3 separate regions of the Mus musculus genome follow, and all the other regions are linked to region 2. The links are chromatin contacts, called in public HiChIP or PLAC-seq and Micro-C maps. All regions are on one chromosome and are shown on one strand. Each heading gives the region's core, a stretch centred on a gene start, on an enhancer-like site or on the middle of the called end of the contact. The rest is flanking DNA. Distances are from core to core; before and after follow the strand shown. Region 1 overlaps 2310022A10Rik (RIKEN cDNA 2310022A10 gene). Region 2 overlaps Ltbp4 (latent transforming growth factor beta binding protein 4). Region 3 holds the start of Ttc9b (tetratricopeptide repeat domain 9B).

Evidence for each region. Hi-C and Micro-C count contacts between places; a contact is called where the count stands out from the background. HiChIP or PLAC-seq counts read pairs in DNA pulled down with a chosen protein or histone mark.
Region 1: a contact with region 2 is called in an H3K27ac HiChIP or PLAC-seq map of embryonic stem cells, with 5 read pairs. The contact joins two enhancer-like sites. A contact is called at or near these places in 4 of 115 datasets of contacts at active chromatin or transcription factors (embryonic stem cells, large pre-B cells and stem cell-derived neural progenitor cells) and 3 of 9 other capture datasets (adipose tissue, liver and pancreatic islet).
Region 3: a Micro-C map of embryonic stem cells shows a contact between it and region 2, with 2.0 times the contacts expected there. The contact joins the promoter of Ttc9b here to the enhancer-like site in region 2. A contact is called at or near these places in 3 of 39 promoter capture datasets (embryonic stem cells, pre-B cells and stem cell-derived epiblast-like cells), 2 of 484 Hi-C or Micro-C datasets (both in embryonic stem cells), 1 of 115 datasets of contacts at active chromatin or transcription factors (embryonic stem cells) and 1 of 9 other capture datasets (liver).

Annotation. Positions count from the first base shown.
Region 1 is chr7:27,573,117-27,575,816 of GRCm38.p6, forward strand. 2310022A10Rik (RIKEN cDNA 2310022A10 gene) reads left to right here. Exons shown (of 10, transcript NM_175107.5): 8 at 1,475-1,624. Among named protein-coding and RNA genes, the nearest start is that of Akt2, 17 kb to the right of the region's middle. Within about 2 kb of position 1,270, at least 88 of the 459 cell types and tissues checked have an H3K27ac peak or open chromatin away from gene starts, as enhancers often do. A contact at or near this core is called in embryonic stem cells, where this site is marked.
Region 2 is chr7:27,309,197-27,311,896 of GRCm38.p6, forward strand. Ltbp4 (latent transforming growth factor beta binding protein 4) reads right to left here. Exons shown (of 30, transcript NM_001113549.1): 23 at 1,325-1,591; 24 at 985-1,056; 25 at 90-218. Among named protein-coding and RNA genes, the nearest start is that of Gm30543, 19 kb to the right of the region's middle. Within about 2 kb of position 1,420, at least 41 of the 459 cell types and tissues checked have an H3K27ac peak or open chromatin away from gene starts, as enhancers often do. A contact at or near this core is called in embryonic stem cells and stem cell-derived epiblast-like cells, where this site is marked.
Region 3 is chr7:27,652,581-27,655,280 of GRCm38.p6, forward strand. Ttc9b (tetratricopeptide repeat domain 9B) reads left to right here and starts at 1,344. Exons shown (of 3, transcript NM_028417.1): 1 at 1,344-1,767; 2 at 2,332-2,514. The coding sequence starts at 1,347. Gm38973 (a long non-coding RNA gene) reads right to left here and starts at 1,652. Exons shown (of 3, transcript XR_881908.3): 1 at 670-1,652.

The DNA.
Region 1 (2,700 bases), core at 20-2,519, 260 kb after region 2:
CAGATTTTTGTTATGGATGGTTGTGAGCCACCATGTGGTTGCTGGGATTTGAACTCAGGACCTTTGGAAGAGCAGTCGGTGCTCTTAACCGCTGAGCCATCTCACTGCCCCCGGCAGGTGAATTTCTAAGTTTGAGGCCAGCCTGGTCTACATGAGTTCCAGGACAGCCAGGGCTACACAGAGAAACCCTGTCTTGAAAAAACAAAAAAACAAAAACAAAAAAAAAAAAAGAAAAAAAATTAAATGTAAAAAGGTAGGCAGGGTGGCACACACTATAAGTCCAACATTCAGAAAGCAGAGGCAGGGGGATTATTCAGACTTCAAGGTTGGCTTAGTTTATATAGAGAGTTTCAGGCTAGCTAGGGGTACAGCAAACCAAAAAAGAGAAACAGAAAGTTAAACCAGTTTCTAGAGAGCTGAGATGACAGTGCCCTGAGATGAGAGACTGGTGCGCCTACCTTCTGACACTCTGAAGGGGAGTCTTTAGTTGAAATATAAAGTAGGTGTGGTAGATTATGATGTTAATTCTAATAATGGGGGTGGGGGCGCTGAGCCAGGAGAATTACAAGGTCCAAACCAGCTCAGGCTACACAGTGAGACCCTGTCTTGAACACAAAAAAGAAGTATAATTTAGGGTTGGCTCCATGGCTCTGTGAGTAAAAGCTTTTGCTGCCATGCCATTTTTTAAAAATTTTTTTACATGTTTTATGTGTAAAGTGTGAATATTTTATCTGCATTAATGTCTGCATCACGGGAATGCTTTGTGCCAGCAGAGACCACAGAGGGTATCTGATCCCTTGGGATAGGACTTACAGGTGGTTGTGAGCTACCATGTGGGTGCTGGGAATTGAACCCAGATCCTCTGCAAGTTCTCTGTAACCACTGAGCCATCTCCCCAGCCCCAAGACAAATATTTTAGAGTATAATTTAATTCTGCGCCATGCCAAACCAGTATGGCCCTTGATTACTGGTTAAAAGCTGAGTGCCCAAAACAAAAAGTCAAAAAGGGCAGGCATCCACAGCTCCAAAGGCAGCCTATGGGACTCGAATCCACCCACCCCATGGGTTCCACATTTTAGCCATTCAAGCAGGGTGTGGCATACCTCAGAGAGCCTGGGAAGTCATCACTATTGTCAAATCCCGAGCACATCTTGTGGTTTAGTCACATCAGATGACTAATGTCCTCAGTGACTCAGTCTGGTGATGGGGCAGCTGTGCACATGAAAGCCAGTCACACCAGTGAGCAATGAGAAACTGGGCTGCAGCTGGGCAGTGGTGCATGCGCATAAGCAGCCCTTGAGGGGCTGAAGCAGGAAGTTTGTGAGTTGAGACCAGCCTGGGCTACATAGTGAGACTTTCTCTCAGAATTGAGGACGGAAACAGAGGTAAACTGTCCTGACCATAGCTAGGTGTCTCTCATCCCCAGCTCAGAATATCCATCCCTAAGGGAGCTGACCCCCTGTCTCCTTACCAGCTCTGGCCCACAGGGAGGAGGAAAGCCTGGTTGTTCCCACCAAGCGGCGGCGGGTCACGGCTGAGATGGAGGGAAAGTACATCATCCACATGCCCAAGGGGACCACGCCCCGCACCCGGAAGATCCTGGAGCAGCAGCAGGCAGCAAAAGGTACAGGCTGTGTGGGCTCAGGGGGAGAGCGCTCACCTCTGCTCTGCCATCATACGCTGGGCTCATGGGTTATACGCTGGGCTCATGTCCTTCTTTGTCCTTGGAGGGCAGGGGCAAAAGGGCAGTCATGGCTGCCCTTAAAAGTAAGTGACCGTACCTGGCCAAGGGCAGGACCACAGTGCATACCGGCACTGCGAGCCAAAGCCAAGCTCAAGCTCGATGAGGCCTGTGGAGGTAGCGGTTTTATGGTGGTAATATTTCAGAACATTCTGCTGGTTCTGCTACAACTTCCCGATAGTGCACATCCTTTCCTGGGCGCCATACCCATGCTGTTGTCTGTGGACCCTGGTGGGTCACTGGGAATATGTCCTTAGAGAATCTTAGGGTTTTACTGCTGTGAACAGACATCATGACTCAGGCAACTCTTACAAGGACAACATTTAATTGGAGCTGGCTTACAGGTTCAGAGGTTCAGTCCGTTGTCATCGAGGTGGAAACATGGCAGCATGCAGGCAGGCATGGTGCAGGAGGAGCTGAGAGTTTGCTCCTCCTGAAGGCTGCGAGGAGAGACTGGCTACCAGGCAGCTAGGATGAGGGCCTTAAAGCCCATACCCACAGTGACACACCTACTCCAACAGGGCACACCTCCTGATAGTGCCACTCCCCGAGGCAAACAGATGTACACCATCACATAGAGGCTCCTTTTTCCTCCTTTCAATATTTATTTATGAGTAATCTGTTAGTTTTTTTTCGAGACAGGGTTTCTCTGTGTAGCCCTGGCTGCCCTGGAGCTCACTCTGTAGACCAGGCTGGCCTCGGACTACGAGATCCTGCTGCCTTTGTCACCTGAGTATTAGGATTAAAGGCACCATCGCCTGGCCAGTTGTTTTGAGGTGCTGGCAGTATGACCTTGAGCATACTAGGGTGGTACTCGACCACCCACCTATAGTTGACCACCCACCTATAGCCTCAGTCCCTTTTTTTTTTTTTTGGCACAATGAGCATTATCTTTTAGGTATCACTATAAGATTTCCTCCAGTCATGTCTTTTTCTTTCATTTTTAGTCTTTTATTTTT
Region 2 (2,700 bases), core at 170-2,669:
CCTACTTGGGGCGGGGGTGGGGTGGGGTGGGGTGTTGGAGGGGGGACTGGCCTGGCCAGAATTGGGGGTGGGGAAGGTGGGGCTCATACCAACGCACTCCAGCCTGTGTGCGTGATAGTAGAACCCGTTGCTGCAATAGCAAGAGTAGCCTGGGGCCGTGTTCACACACACTCCGCTCTTGCACACCTGGTCCTGGAAGAGTTGGCATTCGTCCACATCTGCAGGAAAAGGTGGAGGGAGGTGAGGGCAGGGGTGGGTTTGATTTGAAGAAAACAGGTAGTGTGGGATATAGCCAGTCACAAGAGAGGAAGAGCGCAATGGTACCCGCAAGTTGAGGCACGGAAAACTGGAACCAGAAGGCAGGATGAGGAGGGGATCTTAAGAATAAAGTGAGAGACAGAAAAGGGAGCCAGGTATGTCGGAGCATGCATGAAAACCCAGCAGTCAAGAGGTGGAAATAGGAGGAACAGGAGTTCAAGGTTAGCTTCTGCTGCCTGGCTAATTCTTGGCAAGCCTGGGCTACTTGACTCTGTAGCCAAAAACACAAATTAAAAATGAGGAGAGAAAAGAAAGGTATAGCAGGTGGTACTGGCACACACCATGGATCTCAGCACTAGGGAGCCAGAGGCAGGTGGATCTCTGAGTTCAAGGCCAGCCTGGTCTATGGAGTGAGTTCCAGGACAGCCAGGGCTACCTAAGGAAATCCTGTCTTGAAAACCCAAAAGAAAATTAACAAAAAAAAAAAAAAAAAAAAAAAAAAAAAAAAAAAAAGGAAAAGGAAAAGGAAGGAAGAAGAAAAAGAAAGACAGGAGCAAGAAATTGAGTGGCTTACAAGTTTGAGGCTGGTCTGGACTACTAGTGAGATACACTCCTCAAAAATAAGCTAACAAATGAGAAAGCAAGCAAGCAAGAAGGAACAGAGGCAGGGTGAGACAGAGCTTGGCCTAGGGACTGAGGGTAGGTGGGGTTGAAGTCTGGCCTTACCTCTCCGGGCACTCAGGTCTCCACTGGGCACCAGGTAGCCCCGGCCGTGAGGACACAATGACTGGTATTCAGCTGTACATAGAAGGAAAGAACTCTGAAACCCGAGCCCCAGTCCCTGCCTGAGTTCACTGGCTGTAGCCTCCTACCAGGTGCTAAAGCCCAGGCCTGTCAGCACCCACTTCTCAGCTTCATGCCCACTGATGCCCGCCTGGTGGCTGATGGCTCACTCTTGTCCCGGCTGCACCACTAACCCAATCCTTAGTCTAAACGTATCCTCTTTCCAATCCCCATATCTACACCAAGAGCTTGAGCCCTTGTCTCCCTCACAGGCCACGCCCACCTGTCTCGGTGCCCGGGCACTGTTGGATGCGGCAGCCGCTGCCCCAGCCTTCTCCCACAGTACAGCAGCACTCCTGCCACGTCACGTTTCGGGCCAAGATATTGTCACACGCATCTGGAGCGGCTGTATCAAAGTAGCACTCGCGACGTCCACTGCTCACGGGACCCTGCCTGGGAGGGCTGGGTCTTCGAGGTGGGGGAGGGGCTGGTGGCCTGGCTGGAAGACTGGGGCTGGCAGGTGCTTGGGGCTGGGAGCCAGGGAACGTGCCTGAAGAAACAAAAGGCAAGGTATTTGTTTTTGAGAGAGGGTTTCCTTGTGTAGCATGTAGCCCTGGCTGTCCTGCAACCCACTCTGTAGACCAAGCAAACCTTGAACTCCTAGCCTCTGCCTCCCGAGTGCTAGGATTAAAGGCGTACACCACCACAAGGATTCAAACTGATTTTTAAAAATCAATATCATTTAGTAGTCTAGTACGGCATAAACTCAGAGATCCTCCTTGCCTCACCCCCTAAGTGCTGAGATTACAGGTGTGAGCCACCATGCCTAGTTTCATTTTGGCTATTTGCCCTCTCCTATCACTTTGGTATCCTTTGCTTCACACTCTCCCACTTCCTGGTGTCCCCTCAGCTATGGGACAGGAGGGGACAGGTGATTTCCTGTGCTTTCCCTGTGACCCTCTGGGTCTTCACACCCAGCTTGTCCCAGACTAGATCAAACCACTCCCCCGCCAGGCAGGCAGCCTCGTCGCTTGCCCACCTCTTAGATGTTTCTCCCACCCACTGTCCTGTAGAGAGAATCTCTTGTGCACTGTGTGGAAGCATCACCTGTCAATCAAAAGCTGATGGCCTATTAGCAAGAGGCAGGAAATAGAAGGTGGGAGTTCCAGTTTAGAGAGATTGGAACGCTAGGAGACAGAGGCGGGAGGATATATCCCGGTCTCTGAGGAAGAAAGACACGTGAAACCGAGGAGAGGTAACTAGTCTTATGGCAGACTTAGACTAGTTTGAACAGGATAATTGAGTTACAAACTGGCAGGAATGAGTCAACACTTATGACATTTATTCATAAATAAATAAGTCTCAGAGTCATTATTTTGGGAATAGGGGCACGTGTGTAAAAGCTTGAGGTTACACTGCCCCTCCCCACTCAAGACCCCTGGTTTGGTCCAACTTTGTCCTCTCTGCTTCAACACTTTCACTCAACACTTTCACACAGCATCCCCAGGGAGATTCCAAACTCTTTCTGGATTGAAACCGGTCCATGGTGCTCCGTGCCCTGAGAAGTCCAACCTCCTAAAACAAGTACCCAGAGCATTAGCGAGGCACACCTTCTAGGTATGTCTGTGAGGGCTTTTCCAGGAAGACCTACGGCAGCCC
Region 3 (2,700 bases), core at 94-2,593, 340 kb after region 2:
GTGTGTGTGCGTGCGTGTGTGTATGTGTGTGTGCGCGTGTGCGCGCGCGTGTGTGTGTATGTGCGTGAGTTTGTGTGTGTGTGTGCAGGTATATGTAGGAAGGGGTCAGATAACCACTTTGAGAGGCTGGTTCCACAGATGGAACTCACGTGGTGGCTACTGCTATGTTGCTGGCCCATAATGAACGAATTTCTTTCCTTTTCCCCCTCTTTTTTGAGTCAGGTGTAGCTCTGGCTGGCCCGGAAACCATAGAGTTCTGCTGCTTCTGCCTCCTAAGTGCAGGGATTGCAGGGGAGTGCCACCACAGCGCAGCCGCAGCCGCATTTTCTTGGTTGTCCTTATTGTACTGGTGGTCCTGGGCTGTCAGTGGGGACCCTTGTCACCTCCCCACTGGCTTTTCTGGAAATGGAAGGCAAGGGACAGAATGGCTAGGTTGCAGAGTTGCCTTTCCTCCAGGAAGTCCCCAGTCACACTTCAACCTAGAGCAAATGCCTCCTCTGACTTCTCCATGCTAGCCATGGCTCTCCTCCTGCGCTTCCCAGGATCAGCCACTTTGGGCTGTTACAGGTCTGTCTCTCCACTAGGCTGTGAACCTAGGAGATGTGGCTCTATCTAAATAATTCTTTCTCTCTCCTTTTCCCTCCCTTCTCCTTAATCTCCCACACCTACCTTTTCTTTGTAGTTCATGGCTGATCTGGAATTTCCTCGTTAGCACCAGATTAGCTTCAAACTTCTTTCCACTCTCCTGCCTCAGATGTCCGAGTGTGACTACAGGCAGGTGCTACCCCACTTGACTTCTGTTGTTGTTGTTTGTTTTTACATTGGCCCATCAACCCCCTCCCCCTGAACAGAAATTGAGCAATGGCTATTTGTTTATTACATAAAGAATCGATTCCAACGTATGTACTATTGTCCCGCACTATAGTACAATAGGTAATTTGAGGGGATTGTCCAAATCATAGAGTAATGAGAAACCAGTGTCTGAAGCCGGGCAGCTTGACTCCCAATCCTGTATTCTTATCCAACATGCCAAATGACTAGTGGGCTGAAAACCAGCTTTCCACAAAACTGATGTCTGCCCGCTCAGCCTTTTTCTTCTAGAAATCTCCGGGAGAACATGCAGTCGGGTGGGAGGGTAAGGACTGTGGGGACAAGGGAGAGGCGCCAGAACAACTAGACCCAGGCTGGTTTGAGGGTGAGCGAGGGGGAGTTTGGAGGGGTTTTTCTAGACCCATAGGGGGCAGCCGGAGACGGCAGCCAGAGATGTGGGGGCGGAGAAAGGGTGGGGACCGGCCCCGCGGGGGGCGATGCGGTAGCTGCAGCGGCGGCCGCAGGAGTTTCCCACAATGCAGCGCGGCGCGCTGTCCCCGGTGCTGATGCTCAGCGCTGCCCCGGAGCCTCCACCGCGCCCGCCTCCCGCCCTTTCCCCGCCGGGCCCCGGCTCAGCGCCTCGCCATGGCTCTGCTCGGTCGGGTCCTGCCCCAGAGCCGTCTGGGGGCCTGGCTGCGGCGCTCGACAGCAGCCTGCGGGCTGCCGTGGCGTTCAAGGCGGAGGGTCAGCGTTGCTACCGAGAGAAGAAGTTCCGAGAAGCCATTGGCAAGTACCACCGGGCACTGCTGCAGCTGAAGGCGGCTCAAGGGGCCCGCCCTGGCGGTCTGCCCACCCCCTCCCCGGGACCCACCACCAGCCCGGGGCCCGCCCGCCTCAGCGAGGAGCAGCGGCGCCTGGTGGAGAACACAGAGGTTGAATGTTACGACTCCCTCACTGGTACGGGGCCGTCGGGGGGCGCAGAGGACTCGGGTGAAACGGGTGGGTAGTGAGGGGGTAATCAGGAGGCTATAGAGCCTGTGGTGGCTGGAAGCTGAAGGAGTCAGGGCTGTGGTCTGGCGGGGAAGACTACAAAACTTGCTGAGGAAGAGAGTTGGGAGTAGATGAATAGGGCTTCTTGGATGGAGTAAGCAGGGGCTTGAATAATGAAACGGGCTCTGGACTTGGTCTTCTAAGCCCCACTTCCCTGACTCATTCTTTCCCCCGGTCTGCCACGCATGAGCCAAGGTTAGAAAGGCTTACCCTGCACCGGCTATTTCGTTCTTGGACCCTCCCTCTATAATTACTTGGGAAAACCTCCAGCTAATTGCTTCAGACTTGTCTGTCCTGCGCCCTCTAGCGGCGGCGCAGATAGCTCTTATACTAACAGGTTAGCTGATTAGTGTCTCCTGGTGGCCAGAGCAATCCCATATGCCCAGGGGAAGAGGTCAGGTTATTTGAGGTCATGTGAATCCTAGGGGATGCAGGCTGTGTCTGAGACTACAGGGTCTCTGCATCCCACAGCTTGCCTCCTGCAGTCGGAGCTGGTGAACTATGAGCGGGTGCGTGAGTACTGTCTCAAGGTGCTGGAGAAACAGCAGGGCAACTTCAAGGCCACCTATCGTGCCGGCATTGCCTTCTACCACTTGGGTGATTATGCACGTGCGCTGCGCTACCTACAGGAGGCCCGCAGCCGAGAGCCCACAGGTGAGTGGCAGGGCTGGGCTGGGCAGGGGGTTAGAACAGAGGAAACCTAGGCGGGAGGACCAGGGCAGAGCCAAGCCACCCCAGGGAAGTGCTGTTACCAGCTCCAGACAAGCTCTCTCTAGCTACCTAAGATTCCTCATACACTCATCCAGCACCCATCCACCGTCCCCAAAGGTATACTCACCT